Regions from separate parts of the Mus musculus genome. Here regions 2 and 3 are each linked to region 1. A link is a contact called in public Micro-C data. All regions are on one chromosome and are shown on one strand. The core of a region is the stretch at or near the end of the contact, and the rest is flanking DNA. Distances in the headings are between cores, read along the strand shown. Region 1 holds the start of Vax2 (ventral anterior homeobox 2). Region 2 holds the start of Egr4 (early growth response 4). Region 3 holds the start of Emx1 (empty spiracles homeobox 1).

The links. A called contact is a pair of places that touch in the nucleus more often than the background predicts.
Region 2: a contact with region 1 is called in a Micro-C map of embryonic stem cells, with 7 times the contacts expected there. The contact joins the promoter of Egr4 here to the promoter of Vax2 in region 1. A contact is called at or near these places in 5 of 39 promoter capture datasets (embryonic stem cells and stem cell-derived epiblast-like cells), 8 of 484 Hi-C or Micro-C datasets (all in embryonic stem cells), 3 of 115 datasets of contacts at active chromatin or transcription factors (astrocytes and embryonic stem cells) and 2 of 9 other capture datasets (embryonic stem cells and liver).
Region 3: a contact with region 1 is called in a Micro-C map of embryonic stem cells, with 20 times the contacts expected there. The contact joins the promoter of Emx1 here to the promoter of Vax2 in region 1. A contact is called at or near these places in 8 of 39 promoter capture datasets (cranial neural crest, embryonic stem cells, frontonasal cranial neural crest and 4 more), 40 of 484 Hi-C or Micro-C datasets (B cells, cerebellum, cranial neural crest and 9 more), 8 of 115 datasets of contacts at active chromatin or transcription factors (embryonic hindbrain, embryonic midbrain, embryonic stem cells and 1 more) and 1 of 9 other capture datasets (embryonic stem cells).

The regions. Positions count from the first base shown.
Region 1 is chr6:83,709,953-83,712,552 of GRCm38.p6, reverse strand. It overlaps Vax2 (ventral anterior homeobox 2), which reads right to left and starts at 1,314. Exons shown (of 3, transcript NM_011912.4): 1 at 1,010-1,314. The coding sequence starts at 1,256. It overlaps Vax2os (ventral anterior homeobox 2, opposite strand), which reads left to right and starts at 352. Exons shown (of 6, transcript NR_002871.2): 1 at 352-450; 2 at 1,728-1,819.
Region 2 is chr6:85,512,295-85,514,894 of GRCm38.p6, reverse strand. It overlaps Egr4 (early growth response 4), which reads left to right and starts at 1,306. Exons shown (of 2, transcript NM_020596.3): 1 at 1,306-1,630; 2 at 1,952-2,600. The coding sequence starts at 1,498.
Region 3 is chr6:85,186,635-85,189,234 of GRCm38.p6, reverse strand. Emx1 (empty spiracles homeobox 1) reads right to left here and starts at 1,304. Exons shown (of 3, transcript NM_010131.2): 1 at 872-1,304. The coding sequence starts at 1,292.

The DNA.
Region 1 (2,600 bases), core at 65-2,564:
TTGACTTGGGTGACAGAAACCTAGGTTTCCCTCCGTAAAAGAAAGTTGGCTACAGGCCTCCTGAGGCCTGTGGGAGGCAGCTGGGGGAAGCCAAGTGAGTGAGTCCGAAACCCCAGGATGGCGGAAAAACAACAGGCCTCAGGCCTAGGATCCAGTTGACCGCAGGACCCGAGACTTCTTTCTCCAAGTGTCTACCTGGGAGAGGCCCAGACCCAGGATACTGGCATTGGAGGTTTGGATCTGGATGAGCGATGGCAGGAGAGTGCCGGGAAAGCAAGTTTGCTGCGGGGGTTGAAGGGGGATGGGTGAAGGGGCTCCGACTTCGGGTGAGGGCGGGTGGAGCCGAGGAAGAAAGCGTCGGCCAGGCCAGGCGGCCAGGCCAGGCGGAGGAGCGCCGGAGCCGGCGGTATCCAAGCGAGTGGGAAAACTGGAGCAGCGGAGCCGCGGCAGGTCAGGCTACCCTACCGCCCACCCAGCCATCTCTAAGCCTCAACCCACGCAAGGCTAGGTGCTGGGAAATAAGGCTGGGTTGAAGCGGGGACGCATCCGACTGCCTGCGTGGCCCAGCCTTCCTCAGCAGCTGCCCACTCGGGTCCCTCCCAATCCTGTCCCTACAGCGCGCGCGTGACTTTCTCCGCCCTTGCTCCGGGGACCCCGGCGCGGAGGCCCTGGCTCTCGGTGTCGGGCTTCTCCAACTGATTCGTGTCCTTACTACACCAACCAGCCCGGATGGGCCTAGAGAGAGAGAAAGAGAGAGAGAGAGAGAGAGAGAGAGAGAGAGAGAGAGAGCACCGGTCCAGCAGGACGAAACAAGGTCCAGCCCCCTGCTTTGTCCCCCGCGTTCAGCTCAGTGTCCCGCACACAATAGGCACTCGGAGTATTTACAGGATGAACTACCAAATGAATGAACCACTGTATGATCTGAGAGATGGACGTTGTAGGGATGTCGGAGGCCCCAGGAAAGGCAGCTTGGTGGCCCAGGGAATCAGAGCTGCGGCTGTCCCCTTACCTCGTACCAGGATGCGGCGGCAGTGGTCTGTCTCACCGAGCGCCTGCTGTCCGTCGCTGTCCCCTCCGCTCTCCCTGGAGCCCGCAGGGCTGGAGGCGGAGGTCCCAGCAATCTCCCTCGGACTCGCGCTACCTGTGTCAGCACGCAAATCTTCCGCTCCGCGGTGCTCTCCGTGACGCCCGCTGCGGCCACCAGGCTCCTCCCGGCGCTTGGGGCCGCGGTCCCGCTCCGCGCCCCCATCGCCCATGCCCGCCGCCACTGCTGCTTGGGCCACAGCAGCCGCTAGTCCTAGCTCAGGGTAGCAGGTCCCTCCCTGCCCCTCCCCACCCCTTCCTCCATCTGCCCCGCCCCCTACAGGCCCCGCCCCCGTCGGCGATTGGGCGCGAGCTGGGGTTCCAGGACTCTGGGTGGATCCAGTAGGCGCAGCGCAACGGGAGTTCGTTCAGGGGGAGGAAAAAAGGAGGAGGGAGTGAGGGGAAGAGAGACAAGGGGAGGGAAAGAGGAGAAGGAGGAGGGATAGGAGGAAAAGAGATATGTGGAGAAGGGGGAGGGGATGGTGTCTTCGCGCCTCCTCGCGTGGGGCGGTGTTTAGAGCCTGGCAATGGGAGACTGGACAGCCCCGTGGTACAGAAGACCGCCCCACACCCTCTCATAAACTTTATTACTCCCTACCCATTGGTCCCTCTCGCCCTCTTCCCTCTGTTCCCTATATCTCCAGGGAAATGCACCTAGCTTTCAGTCTGGCTCCGCTTGATGGAAAACTCAGAGCTCGAGGAGGCGACCCTGACTCGACCCGGCAGAAAAGAGGAGGTTTGCTGGGCTCCGGAACTTGGTGCGGTGGGGGCGACGGTAGAGAGTGGGGTGTAGGTCTGGGGTTCAGGGCACGCGTCCCCCAACCAAGGCACTCACACTCAGGCACACAGAACAGCCACTTATTGTGGGGATCCCGCGAGTTTCGCCAGACAAGCCCGGGAGGCGGATGCTGTCCCCAGCCAGGGTGAGGTGCGGAGCTGGACCGGCAGACCGCCAGGTTGTACTGCCAAGAGCAAACGCTGGGCTCTCCCGCAGCTCTGAGGTTGTCACTCCTGGGACTGACACCTAGAGAATGAGACTGAGCACGGGCTTTTTTTTTTTCTCGCGCTTCTGTCCTGGAGCAGCCCCTTGTTCAGTGCCTGCTCCAGACGGATCTCTGGACAGGAGCCTGTGTCCTCTTGGCTACACGTTCTGCAGAGTCCCGCTTCTGTTTAGACAGTGTCAGGAAGTGTGGGGAACAGTCTCATTGTATTTGACTCAGCTTTAAAAAGAGGTTTGGGGGAAAGATTGAGAAGGATGGTGTGTGTAACCGAGGGTCTATGGCTCCTTTAAAGGCCAGTATCCCGATCCTTCAGACTCTTCTTCCTTTCTTCCACTTGCAGATTTGGAATAAACTAGGTACTAGGGGTGAGCCAAATGCTTGGTGTGAGTCCAAGCCAAAGTACTTCAGGAGATCCCAAGATCTGGTAGCGGGTGTCTGTGACCACCAAGGGTAGGCTTGTGGGGTCTCTGTCTCTGAGGTTGAACAGGTGTTGGGTGTGGGGAGTCAGTCAGTGCC
Region 2 (2,600 bases), core at 57-2,556, 1.8 Mb before region 1:
TGAATATCCTGTAGCTTAGACTTATACTCATTAAGAATTTATCCCATATATGTTCACATTTATACAGTTAAGGATAATGACATCAACATTTCAAAAAAAAAAAAAAGTTGGAAGTTACCTATGTGTCCGTGGATATGAACCAATCCAACGCTTATTCAGGGTCTCCCTGTGCCATGGAGAACCAGTCAGCCTTAGAAAATAGCCTAAGAAAATAGCCTTAGAAAATAGGTCTTTGTCTTCAGACATGATGCAATCTCTCAGCTAGTTTTAGTGAAAAAAAAAATATTTCTAGAACAGTTTGAATGTTTGTATAGACAAAAACATTTTCCCCAAAACTACTCAAGAAATGTCAACATGGCTACCTCAAGAAAAAAAAGTGAAGGCAAGAGAAACCTTTAATTTTCAGAATGTACTCTCAACTTGGCATGATGACATACCAAGGATATCATCTCTCAGGACTTAGGAGGCAGAGACAGAGGCTGATGGATCTCTCTAAGTACAGGGTCATCCTGGTCTACACAGTGAGTTCCAGGTCATCCAGAGCTGCATGTGAGGCCCTGTCTCAAAAAAGAAAGGAATATTCTTGTATACTAGTTGATCCCGCCCACCTCCATCATCAAATTTTTCATTATGACGATTTTTATATAATTTTTTCAAAGCACAGTAAAATGTTAAAACGGAAGCAAACACAAACACACCTAAATAAAGGCAATCTTTAAGGAACTGCTTATCTCAGACATCCCCACCCCCACACCCCCAGTGCTTTCACATCTGGCTTTTTCAGGACTCAGGTCCTCATGCAACTCAATCCTGCTTGTAACTTAAGTGCTGTTATCCATTTCAGGGCTACTAAGTGTTCCCGGGACTTCATGTTATTTTGTTATTTCTCTCCTTAGCAAGCTCACAGGTGAAAAAAAAAAACAAACTGGTATTAGGTGGGAACAAACGTTTTAAGTGGGAAACGGCAGGTTCGAACCAGTAATTCTACGGACTGGAGGGCAAAGCGCATCCCGGGTGCTCACACGGAGCTCAGCCCCTGCGGGGCGCACCCGTGGCCCAACGCACACGAGGCTCCACGCTCTGGGGACTCGCGCGCACGCAGCGGCGCGAGCCCGGCGGCGGCAGCAACGTCACAGGCCGAGCTTTCCTTTTCGGGAGTCCCCGGCATACATCCTGTGTCCATGTTTGGTCATTTACGTCACGGCGCCAGGGCCGGGGCCTCCCGAAATGGCAGTGGCCCGGGGAGTCGGAAGCCCGGAGCCAGCGCCGCCGCAGCTATATAAGTGGGGGGACTGTAGGTTGGGGGAGCCCTGTTGCACTTTGGAGAAGCCAGGAGCCGCCACCCGAGGCAGGTGCCGGTGAGCCAGGGCGCCGCGGCCCCCCAACCCTCGTGCCCCAGCCAAGCGCCCGGAGCCTGGAACTGGGGCGCCCGGATTCCCTGCCAGCCGCGCGCGCCCCAGTCCAGCGAGGCCCCGGGCGCCCCGCCGCCACCGCGCCATGCTCCACCTGAGCGACTTCTCCGGCTCCGACGCGCTTCTCTCCAAGCCCACCGAAGGCTGCGCCCACGCCAGCCCCGAGCTGCCCCGGCTGCCTGCTAGGGACGCTCCCTCGGCCGCCGCGTATCCTGGAGGTAAGGAGCGGGTCTGGGAGCTCGAAGACTCTGAACGCGATGAAGGGTGATAGGAGAGGCGCGCGGGGTGGGGGGTGGGGGTCCCCAAGCGCGCAGTACCATTCCCACCCCCACCAAGGCCACAGGCGCCTGTGCGGGAGCCTTGGGTGTGCGCGCCCTGGGGCGTCCGTGGGGGTCCCTCTGCTGCAGGATCGGAAGTGCACGAGGCGCTCTGCGGGTGCCTTGCGCCAGGAGGACTCGGGTGGAGGGGGTCGCAGCTGTAGGCTCCGAGGCACGCCCTTTGAGGTGTGCGGGGCTGATGCGTGGTCCCTCCTTTGGCAGGCGACTTCTTGAGCTGGGCTTTGAGCAGCTGCGGCGCCGGGGGGGACTTAACAGACTCCTGCTTCCTGGAGGGCCCTGCACCCACGCCCCCTTCGGGCCTCAGCTACAGCGGCAGCTTCTTCATCCAGGCGGTTCCCGAACACCCGCACGACCCGGAGGCCCTCTTCAACCTCATGTCTGGCATCTTGGGCCTGGCACCCTTCCCCGGTCCCGAGGCGGCAGCGTCTCGGTCCCCCCTGGATGTCCCTTTCCCCGCGGGCCCCGATGCCTTGCTGCCGGACCTCTACTCCCCAGATCTGAGTTCGGCCGCCTTTCCGGAGGCGTTTTGGGAGGCAGCGCCTTCGGCGGGCGCTCCCTCGCAGTGCCTGTTCGAGCCCCAGCTCTCCCCGCCCGACGTCAAGCCAGGGCTGCGGGCGCCTCCCGCTTCGCCAGCGCTGGACGCTGCTGCTTCAGCCTTCAAAGGGCCCTATGCCCCCTGGGAGCTGCTGTCGGCCGGGGTCCCGGGGAACTGTGGGTCGCAGGGGAGCTTCCAGACCACCCCGGAGGCCCGCTTCTCTGCAGTAGGGACCAAGGTCGAGGACCTGCTGTCCATCAGCTGCCCCGCCGAGCTGCCCGGCCCGGCCGCCAGACTCTACCAGGCAGGGGCCTA
Region 3 (2,600 bases), core at 55-2,554, 1.5 Mb before region 1:
TTATCTGCACTGGACACAACTCTCTCTCTCTCTCTCTCTCTCTCTCTCTCTCTCTCTCTCTCTCTCTCTCTTTAGGAAAGTCAGATAACTGGTGTGTGTGTGTGTGTGTGTGTGTGTGTGTGTGTGTGTGTGTGTGTGTTTGTGCGTGTTTAAAGCTTTTGGAGGGGTCTTAATTAGCAAACCAGATGCGGCTGCAGACGGGGTGGGGTAAGACTAGATATGACCTTAAAAGCCCTCCTCTGCCACTACCCCTCTCAAGAGGACTGTCCTGAGCTCTAGCAACCGGGTGGGCTCCTGGAGGAGGTCAGTGGTGAAGAAAGCCGGTTTGTTTTCGCAAGCCTTTTCCACTTTGGGTCGGAGAGGGCACATGTAACTGGGAAAAGTCTGGCCAAGGTTGCTGAGAAACGTCCCAAGAAATCCGAGTGAACGCACCACGCTGCCCTGCTTCTCACAGAGCCAGCGAATGCAGGTGGACTTTCCCCTGCCCCGACGCGCCAAGAGTAGTGGTGACCAAAAGAGCGAAGTATGGTCACAGCTCAGAGCTCTGGCGCGGGAAGGGCAGAGGGCCAGCATTTCAGGGTTGGGACTGGTTTAGTCGGAAAGGAGATTAAGGTTGGCCACTGGAGGGTCTGAAAAAGCTCCTAGGATGCTCTCGGCCTTCTATTCCAATTGGCTTTATTCCTTGAAAAGCGTGGCGGTCCCAACCTCACTTCTTGGGTGGGAGACCAACGCAGCAGACCACAGGCTAATCGCCTGCGCACAGTCCAGGCTGATCCCTAAGCCTTGTCCCCCCACAACTTCTGAACATCCCCGCCGCCGCGCCTAGCCTCCCCCCGCATCCCCGGGTCACGAACACGGCATGGACACTCACCCTGGAAGCGGTGGCCAAAGAAGCGATTCCGAAGCACCCAGGGGTAGAAGTGGAGAGGGTCCCGATGCTGGGCGCTGAAGAAAGAGTGAGGGGGTTGCAGCGAGGAGGAGCCCAGCTGGTGTGCCGGGTGCACCGTCAGAGCCGGGTGGTTCATGGCCTCTGGGAACACCAGCTCCGGCCCTCCATAGAGCGAGCGGCCGGCGCCCGCAGCGGCAGCGGCAGGGAAGCCACTCACGAAGGCCGTCTCGGCCGCACTGGGGTGAGGATAGTTGAGCGCCGTGGGCCTGAGCGGTTCCTCTGATGCGGCCACAGCCAGTGGATGGGAGCCCGCGCCCCCGCTGCCAGGACTCCCGCCGGTGCCACCATCCTTGGCCACCAAGGACTCTATGGTGAAACCCCGCTTAGCCGCGGGCTGGAACATCGTCGCGGCCGCCGAAGCGGAGTGAGGTAGCGGGGCTCTGGGGAACGCTCGGTGCCCCGGCGCTGCCGCCGTGCGGGGTGTGCACCAAGCCTGGCACATGCACTCACGCCCGCACCCTTCACCTCCCCCGCCCGCCCACCCGCCCGCGCTCGGCCCTTGCGGACCAGCCAGGAGCGGGGCGGCGAGGGGCGTGCGAGAGCCCTAACACCGAGTTGGGCCACTGCGCACCGCCTGGAGCGTGGTCCCCGCGGCCCAGCAGGCAGCTCCTCTCAAACGCCCGGGCGCGGGCTGCCTGTGCTACTGAGAGCCGCTTCAGCGGTCCTCCTGGATCTCTCCCTTACTAATCAAGCTGTGACCGACCACCGCCCGTGATCTTTCTAGCTCTGCCGGGCCAGGCCTGGGCTGCAGCTCTGCGAGGAGAGAGTTAGCGGGCACCTGCCCCGCGCTCCCCCATTGGCCACCGCTCACCTGCCCCAAGGTGGGGGGCGGGGCGGGGCGGGGCGATGGATGGCGGGTGGGGGAATACGGTCCCCAGTCGGAGGCAAAAGCCGGACTGGAGCATTGGTGCTTGATCTAGTGTCCTCCTCCTACCCTCCACTCTGCATCTTGATTTTCTGACTTGGTCCTTTAGCCTCCGCCACACTCTGCTCTGAGGGGGACATCTACAAAGCCTGGGCTTGAGGAAATATACCAAACCCTCTTCAAGCACGTACCTCAGTTGAACCCCCTCCCTTCGCCCTGGGATGTCGTTTCAGTTCTTAGAGAACTTGGATACAAGCTTAGGATGGGTGTTTGGGGTCCAGCCTAGATTCTCCAGAGAACCTGGTCTACGTTCGCCTAACCTAAGAGAGCTCTCCCCTCACCCACCATCAGCCTCCGGAGCTGTTTTCTGAAGCTGCGGTTATGTTTCTGAAATTTCACATTTTTATGGATTTGGGGAACAGTGCTTCAAACAGGATATGCATTCTTTTCTCAGGGGCCAGGTTCGCACTGTCCGGGGAGGAGCGACATAACCCATCACTCCGCAGCTCTCCCGCGGCAGTTCGCAAGGGTTCCAATGCAGCGGTTTTGCCAGCCTTCCCCCTCCCTCCCTCGCGCTGCGACCATCTCCCACTGGACCACGGGGCTTAAGCTCAGAGTGATTTCCTTTCCTTGGGCGTCAGTATTGGACGACAAGGCCAAAATGGGGTCTTTGGGTCACTGCATTCTAAATTGGAGCTGGCCTTGCTGTTCGCGTGGTTCTCCAGAGGACAGGCCAGTGGTCCTTGGGGGGAGGGGAGTGGCATCCTAGCTTCTTGGACGTGTGAC